Linked DNA regions of Mus musculus: regions 1 and 2 are each linked to region 3. The links are chromatin contacts, called in public HiCAR-type and HiChIP or PLAC-seq maps. All regions are on one chromosome and are shown on one strand. Each heading gives the region's core, a stretch centred on a gene start, on an enhancer-like site or on the middle of the called end of the contact. The rest is flanking DNA. Distances are from core to core; before and after follow the strand shown. Region 1 holds the start of Sel1l (sel-1 suppressor of lin-12-like (C. elegans)). Region 2 overlaps Ston2 (stonin 2). Region 3 holds the start of Tshr (thyroid stimulating hormone receptor).

Evidence for each region. HiChIP or PLAC-seq counts read pairs in DNA pulled down with a chosen protein or histone mark. HiCAR-type assays count read pairs that join an accessible place to other places.
Region 1: a CTCF HiChIP or PLAC-seq map of embryonic stem cells shows a contact between it and region 3, with 10 times the contacts expected there. The contact joins the promoter of Sel1l here to the promoter of Tshr in region 3. A contact is called at or near these places in 3 of 39 promoter capture datasets (the 3T3-L1 cell line, hematopoietic stem and progenitor cells and liver), 1 of 15 datasets of contacts at CTCF or cohesin (embryonic stem cells), 1 of 484 Hi-C or Micro-C datasets (embryonic stem cells), 3 of 115 datasets of contacts at active chromatin or transcription factors (astrocytes, bone marrow-derived macrophages and embryonic stem cells) and 2 of 9 other capture datasets (adipose tissue and liver).
Region 2: a HiCAR-type map of astrocytes shows a contact between it and region 3, with 2.3 times the contacts expected there. The contact joins the enhancer-like site here to the promoter of Tshr in region 3. A contact is called at or near these places in 3 of 39 promoter capture datasets (cranial neural crest, pre-B cells and stem cell-derived epiblast-like cells), 1 of 484 Hi-C or Micro-C datasets (stem cell-derived neural progenitor cells) and 2 of 115 datasets of contacts at active chromatin or transcription factors (astrocytes and embryonic basal ganglia).

What each region holds. Positions count from the first base shown.
Region 1 is chr12:91,847,773-91,850,472 of GRCm38.p6, forward strand. It overlaps Sel1l (sel-1 suppressor of lin-12-like (C. elegans)), which reads right to left and starts at 1,385. Exons shown (of 21, transcript NM_001039089.1): 1 at 1,187-1,385. The coding sequence starts at 1,259.
Region 2 is chr12:91,731,879-91,734,578 of GRCm38.p6, forward strand. The region is part of intron 3 of Ston2 (stonin 2); the gene reads right to left. Among named protein-coding and RNA genes, the nearest start is that of Gm34718, 24 kb to the right of the region's middle. Within about 2 kb of position 1,328, at least 109 of the 459 cell types and tissues checked have an H3K27ac peak or open chromatin away from gene starts, as enhancers often do. A contact at or near this core is called in astrocytes, where this site is marked.
Region 3 is chr12:91,399,734-91,402,433 of GRCm38.p6, forward strand. It overlaps Tshr (thyroid stimulating hormone receptor), which reads left to right and starts at 1,260. Exons shown (of 10, transcript NM_011648.5): 1 at 1,260-1,521. The coding sequence starts at 1,352.

The DNA of each region.
Region 1 (2,700 bases), core at 135-2,634, 450 kb after region 3:
GTCAAGTATTGTAGTCTTTAAAGAACTGCTCTTCAACACAAACTGTCATTTCAAATGAAGCAGGATCAACCTCAAGCATAATGCTGGCAGTAAAGTGGTTACCATATGCTTGCCACATTTGAAAGGGTGTCTCCAAACACACCGGAGACAGCATTTTGGTCTAACTCGATTTTAGAAGTAGGATGACATTATGGCTTTCATTTACAACTAGAACGGAGGATCTGGGGATTCAAATAACCATCTGGGGAAATTCGGGTTTTTTTTTGTTTTTTTTTAAAGATGACATTTACATTTTGCAGTGTTCCAGAAAAAAGTATAAAGCCACCCAACAGCTGTCTTGTTAAGCGAAACTGATTAAAAATCTCAAAGTCTTCCAGGAGTCAATGTTTATTCACTCTAAAACATCCTAAGTACGTTTAAGAGAAACATTTCTAAGACAGTAAGTTTTCTGATATAGGCAGATCAAAACATTAAAAAAGAAAATCCTTTGCAAAGAGGTAATGTAAGTCAGCTAGTCGAAAAATCAATTTAAAAGCACACGGCTTTTTGTACCTACAGAAAAGGGCAACATTATTTTCTATTAATTTTGAAAGAACTAAGTCTGTCTCAAAACCCATAAATAAAATGACTATCTACAAACTCAAAGACCATGGACACCGTGGCAGAGGTCACATTTTTCCCAGGACGCGGGGGACAAGTGACTACAATTATATCAGAGTTTTTTCTTTTAAAAACCAGACTAACAGATCAGGTGTTGAGCAATTCCTCCACTGTCAACATCCTAGTCCGGATGAACCCTGCTCTGCACAAAAGTGACAGCTCCAGGTATGTCAACTGCAAACCCCAGCGTGTCCCAGAGCCTGTGCACACATCACCTACGTGAAGGTAGAGGAATCTCTGAGGGTCTAAGCCAGCCGTCAGGAATCCCCTCCTAATTGGGCAATTCCTAATTCGTCAGAAGTCACCTAAAGTTTGCTGCGTGGGAGAGGTGTGGGCAGGGTGACCAGCCCTTCCTTATGTCCAGTTTCCTAAGCACCCTCTTCGGCCCAGGCTAACCGATGCCCAAGGCAAGAGCGAGTGACAGTCAGGGCGAGCAGTGCCCGAGACCGCTGAGCCCCGTGGCCCTGTCTCCACCGCGGTCGGGGGGCGGTGGCTCGGGGCCTGCTGCCCGAGGCTCGATACTGACCCGAGGTCGCGGCTGCCGAGCCCAGGAGCACCGCGCAGAGCAGCAGCAACGACAGCCTGACGCGGACCTGCATCCTGCTCTCGAAGGTCGAGAGCCCTCGCCGTCGCCGTCGCCGTCGCCGCGACCAACTCAGCCGCTGCCTCTGTGCCGCCGCCTCGCAGCCGCTCTTCCTGCTCAGGTTCCTTCTTCGCCCCTTCCCAGGCCTCCCTGGCCCAGAGCGCAGCCAATCCGCGCCCGCCGCTCCGTCCTCCTTGGCCAATGGCCGTGATCGCCCCACCCCACACATAGTCACGCCCCCTATGTCATCTTTTAGCCAATCATTGTGTACAGTTGTCATACCAGCTTTCCCGGTTGGACCACGGCCTCACCGACATGGCCCCAGCTAATTGGTAGCGCCTGAATCAGCGGCTCGAAGGCGGGGGAACCCTCATCCAGGACTACAACTCCCACCATGCACCGCACTAGATTTTTCTCGGCCGATGCTCTTGGGAGATGCAGTTTAGCATAAAGTCAGGTTAGAAGCCGCAGGTGGCTGAGGGCATAAGGAGTTTCAAGAAAATGATTCACTGGACTCTTGCGTTTGAACCAGAATAATTATCAAGGAACAGATATCAAACGGTTAAGAACTTGCAAGGTTGCTAAGTATTTCTTTTTAATTATTTTGAGAACTTGAACTGGACATGATATGAACGCTGAGAAATAAGCTATACCTGAACTGAAAATTTTAAATATTTAGTTAAAAAAAATACTTAAGTCTTAAAAAAAAAAAGCTTAGGTGAAGCAATACGTGAAGTTTACAGAGCCAGCAGTACAAGACAATGCCGCTTGTCATTTCCCTAATAAAACAAAAGGGAAGAAATTCCTACCAGTGGAGATTAGTTCAGCTCCTGTGATTGTTTTCACTAAGGCTTCCATATATATTAGCCACTCAATAAATGTTCTAACAGCTCTCCCAAACCCTTCAAACACTGGTCCTCATTCTTCTCTAGTGAAATATTGCAATGCTCTCTTTTTCCTTGACCAGAAAAGGGATTAGATGGTTTGTGTGGCCACAGAGGTGAGAGCCAAGGCACTTCAGGGATTGCAATAGTTATGTAGTAAGTACCGATGCACGCACAATCCCTTTGAGTGGCAGGGCAGCATCTTGATGCTTTTCAGTCTTCTTAATCAAATTGAATCCTTCTAAGATTTATTTTCCAGCACTGCATACAGAACTCAGCAGGGGGTTAGGGGGGAAAGTCTTTCCTGTCTCAGTGTCTTGACTTCTCTGAACACTTGTTTTCTATCTTTTTTGGCAGTCATTATTTTTAGGAAGATGTTAAAAAATTAGCTGCTGTACGTTTGCATCAGAGGGCATGGGGAACAGTTTCCCCCATGCCCCCCAACACCCCCTCAGTGTGTGTGTGTGCGTGCACCATGCGCATAAAGGTGTATAGGATGGAGGTTAATGTCAGGGTTCGTTCTCAATTGATCTCTACCTTCTCCACCTTATTTTTTGAGACAAGGTCTCAACA
Region 2 (2,700 bases), core at 78-2,577, 330 kb after region 3:
CACATAGGTGAAATTGATTTTGGCTCATAAAGCATCTTTGTGAAGATTGTAGGTGATGGGTAAGCTGACTGCCACATTCTTTGCGTGGAATTTTAAGGCCAAATGAAACCTTATTAAGTCAAGTCAAAGTTTTGGTAGCTACAAAAAGTTGGGAACCCTAGGGCTAATGAGCTCAGTGCAAACGAAACAACAGCTCATTTTTGCTTTATTCTCAAAAACTTTCCCCTTAAGGAAACAATGAAAAGACTCAAGTTTAAATGGACTGTCTAGAAGTTTCTTTGCTTGTTTGTTTTACCTCTTGGCTCTGTTCATGTTGTAGCAGAATGTCTGAGCAGCAAGCTTAGGACTCAGCAAACAAGTTTTCAGTTATATTCTTTTTAAATTTTATTCTACTTGATTTTACTTCATGCATATATGTCTATAAGTATGTACGTGTCCCTAGTGCCCATGTCAGAAAAGGACATTAGACACTCTGCAACTAGAGATGCAGATAGTTGTAAGCCACTATGTGGGTGCTAGGAACTGAACCCTGGTCCTCTGGAAGAGCGGCCAGTGTTCTTAGCTGCTAAGCCATCTCTACAGCACATATAACAGCCTACAAGTCTACAGCACAGCACATATAGAAACTGGGGTGTGAACAGTGTTCCATGACAAAGAAGTCTTTAAGTTTTTGGCATCTACAAGTTCTGATATCAAACATTTATCAAGAGGGCCCAACTCCAAATAGTCTCATCAAGTCAGAGATGGACCCTTTATCTGTCCTCCAGCACATCTCAGGGGTTGTCATGGGGCGAGTCCAGGGGAATCCTCTTGTCAGTCCCTCTCTTCTACTATCCTCAGACCTCACATCCCAAGAGTTAGATGCCCTCTCTCTTTCATCTATGTATGATAATACAAGGGCTTTCCCCCATTTGTATTTGTTTAATACAGCATTGGGAACACAGCCTAGGGCCATGCACTTGTTTCTCTAGAGGAAATAATGTGTTTCCTTTCCCTGGGCCAGCCACAAGGGGGTTTTATTCCCTTCAGCGCCTGCCCTAGTTTAAACTCGAAGAGGAGCTCCTTCCATGGATGGATTTAAGCATTTCGGGAGCAGTGTCCATATCAGTCACTGTTGGCATGCCTCGGTGCACGATAAAATAAGTGACTGGGTAGTCAAGGTGAGCTAACAACTCCCTGGCTCCTCTAAATTCCCCAGGGGGGGGGGGGGTCTTTCCATTTCAATGTCTTAAAAATAAAAGATCTAGCATTAGGGACTGTCTCTTTGTCCCTAACTGCACTGTGCCCACAGCCTTGCTGCATTTTAATTGGGGCAATCAGCACAGTCCCTTTCCAGGCTGGAGTCCAAGGCCCCTTGGCTTCTCTCTTAGGTGGAGATCTTTTGTTTTTCTCTCTCCTCTGCCAAAAAGACTTCAAAGAATCCAGGGAAGGAAAGGAGTCTCCCAGACAGCATTTTCCCTTGGTGAGTCTTTGCTTTCCCAGCTCCTCTTGGCAAGCCAGAATCCTTAGATATTAAGCAGCTGGCTGGAATAGGCTTCACTTCTCTTGTAGAAATGACTGCTAGGGACGAACGACTCTGTCAGGATCACTTCTTTTGCTCATCCTCTTCCCTAATTCTCTTAGGCCCAAGACCACATAACTCAATGACCACAATGAAGTGTTGTGGCACACGTACCCATATAAACAGTTCCCCCTTAGCTCAGAGACATCTCTTACTCTAGAGTCTTGGGGATTTAGGGTCATCAAACAAGACATGGAGAATAAACTAACTACAAATTACTGATCTGACTGCAAAGTAGGCTAAAACCAAACAGCCAAAATTACTTTCCCCGGGTCCTTTTCCATGGCTGAACTTCACCACCTGCATGATGAGACAGACCTACAAATCCCATATTTCACCAGAGATCCCAATATTTTTCATGTTTAATATACATATCACACATTGTTCTTGTTCTAATTCTTATACATATTTTGCTTACATGTATATTTGTGCATCACGTGTATGTAGAGATCATCAGGGCTAGAAGAGGACATTGGAGTCTCCTGGAACTGGAGTTACAAACAGCTGTGAGCCACCCTGTAGGAGCTGGGAATTGAACTCTGGTCCTCTGGAAGAGCAGCCGAGCCCTCTCTACAGCCCCTCCGCTTCATTTAGATATTTCCTAGTCTAAAAAAAAGTTTACTTGCTGGCCAGTGAGATGGCTTAGCAGGCAAAAGCAGTCAGCACGAAAGCCTGACGGCCAGGGTTCGGTGCCCATCGTTCACAGGGGAGGAACTGAAGGGCCTCTTCTTCTGAGAGTTGTTTCTTAACCTCTGCACATTCTTTCTTGGGATGTAGAGTTCAATTATGAGATTCAGAATCTGAATAATAAGAACCAATAACTTGAGAAAAAGTATATTTTTTTTTAGGTAGATAAGTGAGAAACAGATAGTGAAAACATTTCCACGCTGTCAGGTGACCCTAAAAAGCATAAGATAGCCCTTGATTTTTCGGTACACCGATGACCTGTGAACTCTCTCAGTAGTCACCACTGGTTCCAAGCAAACATAGTAAGAACTTTGGCAAAGCCCCAGCAGTAACTGATAACTGACAAGGGAGAGCACTTGGAATTTTAGTTTAATACTTCACAAGCCATAACAGTTGGGCCTGGCTGTAAAATGAAGCTCTTTAGCAACCACAACAAAAGATCTCTCCCAACA
Region 3 (2,700 bases), core at 10-2,509:
TAGGAATGATCACACATAAGTACATAATGCTGTGAATTTAGTTCCTTGTGCTTGCCAGTCGTGTTCTAGATTTGTACATGTCATGTAAACTAGAGCTCGATTCATTTTCTATGAAATATTGTTTGTGCATTCACAGTTTTCTTGAAGGACACGTGGGGTTGTTTACACTTTGGGGTGACAATAAAGTTTCTATAAACATGGGGATGTGTATATCTTAAAGGTACAGTTCAATAAATCTTAATATTTACCTGCCCTTAACCTCCATCCTGTATTTTTAGAGCCTTCTCTCTTCATGTTTCTTCTGATTTCCACCACCACACCTTTCCCTCCTGCTCTGGAGTTACCTGTAAAAGAAGCCGTGTGGCATGTGAGGAGTTAGTATTCCTTTTGCTCCTAGAGGAACGAGCAAGCAGTTATACTTCCAAGAAGAAAATTGACACAATCTAGTTTACATTTGTAGCTAATATTCTTGGTGGGTGTGAGAAGAGCAAGGTGGCACTTAAGTGTTCTCTTCATTCTGGATTTCTGGAGAGGGTGGATGAGAATGAAAAGTGTCTAGGATTCTAAGCAGATTCGTAAAACCAGACTGTTACCGTGCAGGCAAGGGAACCTGTGTGCGCAGTTCCCAGTTATCTACAGCAGATGGCCCCAGAGCCCAGCGCCTGACTTCACGGAGCTGCTGGGTTTGGTGAGAGCAGCATCTCCAGACGTTTAGTGGCGCCTCCAAGCTGGACCGTGGCTGTTCCAGCTAGACAGCATGGAGGATTGTCTCGCCCGGAGTGACTCGTCCCCCTTCAGCTGCACTCTAAGCTGTCACGGGTTGTGCTGACTGCTCCGGAGACTTTTAACCTGGAGAAGCCGAAGTTCCACGGGACACTAGAGAGTCCCACAACAGTCCCCTCCGTGGAGACATTAGACGGAGCCCATTTGGGTGGGTCCCCGGTCGGCACAGCTCTTAAAGGCTGCTCAGTCGGGAAATGTAGCTTCAGGAGTTCGGAGACCAGGAGAGACGAAAGCGTGTCTAGACTTAAGAAAGAACTAATAGGTGACAGGGAGGGAACGACACAGGGACCGAGGTTGGGTGTCTCGGAACAGAAGGCGCTGCGAGGCTGATGAAGTGCCGCAAGCAGGCTTGTTTGGATGGAGAGTTGCCTAGGCAAGCGGAGCACTTGAGAGCCTCTCCTTCCCCCTCTCCAGCGTGCTCTCCAGCGATGAGGTCACAGCCCCTCGGAGCCCTCCTCCTCCCTCCCTTCCCCTCCTGCACCCGGGTCTCTTCCAGCGTCAGACGCAGGGCACTGAGAATGTGGCGACAGCGCGCAACGATGAAGTAGCCCAGAGGGTCCCTTGGAAAATGAGGCCAGGGTCCCTGCTGCTGCTTGTTCTGCTGCTCGCCCTGTCCAGGAGCCTGCGGGGCAAAGAGTGTGCGTCTCCACCCTGTGAGTGTCACCAGGAGGACGACTTCAGAGTCACCTGCAAGGAGCTCCACCGAATCCCCAGCCTGCCGCCCAGCACCCAGACTCTGTGAGTAGCCAAGGCCAAGACCCCCCCCCCCCGAGAAATTCGTGGTGTGTGTTGGGGTGTGCGCGGATATCTGGTCAGTCCCTGTACAAATTCAATCCCCCATGCTCGGGAAGGTCAGCTATGCTGCTGACACGGGGGACAGAATCCCTAATAAAACTTTGGTTCAAGATACCTGGGAGTTGTGCTTAATAAAAAGTTACAAGTAGTCTGTCTACATTGTGCCAACTCCTAGTGCCCGCTGGATTCTAGTTTCACATCAAGTAATAGTTAGACACACACACAACCTTAAGAATTAACTTTTAAAACTTATCTTAGAAAATACAATTGCTTCTCTTCCCAAATTCCCCTGTAAGTATCCCTAGATGAGAAATTACCTTGGCCATTTGACTTATCAAATAATTGTTAAAAGCTTGATCAGAGACGGCATAGTGGCTCTCGACTTTAATCCCAGCAGTCAAGAGACTTTCTGTGAATTTCTGTGAGTTCCAGTCCAGCTTGGTCAGCATAGTGAGTTCCAAGGTAGCCAGGGCTATGTAGACAGACTCTGTCTATAAGAAGGAAACAAAACAAAACAAAACAAAACATAATCGGGAGCCTATTAGAAATGAATCCTTGGACTTGTCAGAACCAAGAAGGGTTTCAAAAAAGGGGGAGGGTTCCCCTCCCATTCCATCTGATCTCTCCTTTATTCTGAACTAGTCTCCTGAATGTGTGTGTCCCAAAGGGGTTTAACTAGATTGCTTACAGGAGCATACATGAGGGGGTTATAGGAGCCTGAGCAGTTACCAGTGGTGAAACCACATAAAGAAAATGTCTCTCCCTCCCAAGGAACCAAGGAAACATCAACATCTGTTAAATCTTCAGGTAGGGGTGGGGGCCTTCTGAGCCCTTACCCACTTTATGGCAGTATGCTAAAGGGTTTAAACGTACTCAGGTCATGGGCAGGCAATCACAGCTTCTATTGGCTCACAGCCATGTCATGTCAAGACAGTGTTCTGCCATCTCCACCCCATCCTCATTTAGAGTTTTTGAAGAGACCTCTGGTTTATAACGCAAATCCTTGAGTTAGCCTCACTTTGCAGCATCCATCAGGATGCTAAACATCCTGGGCTGGCTGTTTGATATGTTGCTAACATGCTGAGGGTGTTTCTTCCTTAGCATGATCTACCTGTGTACTAT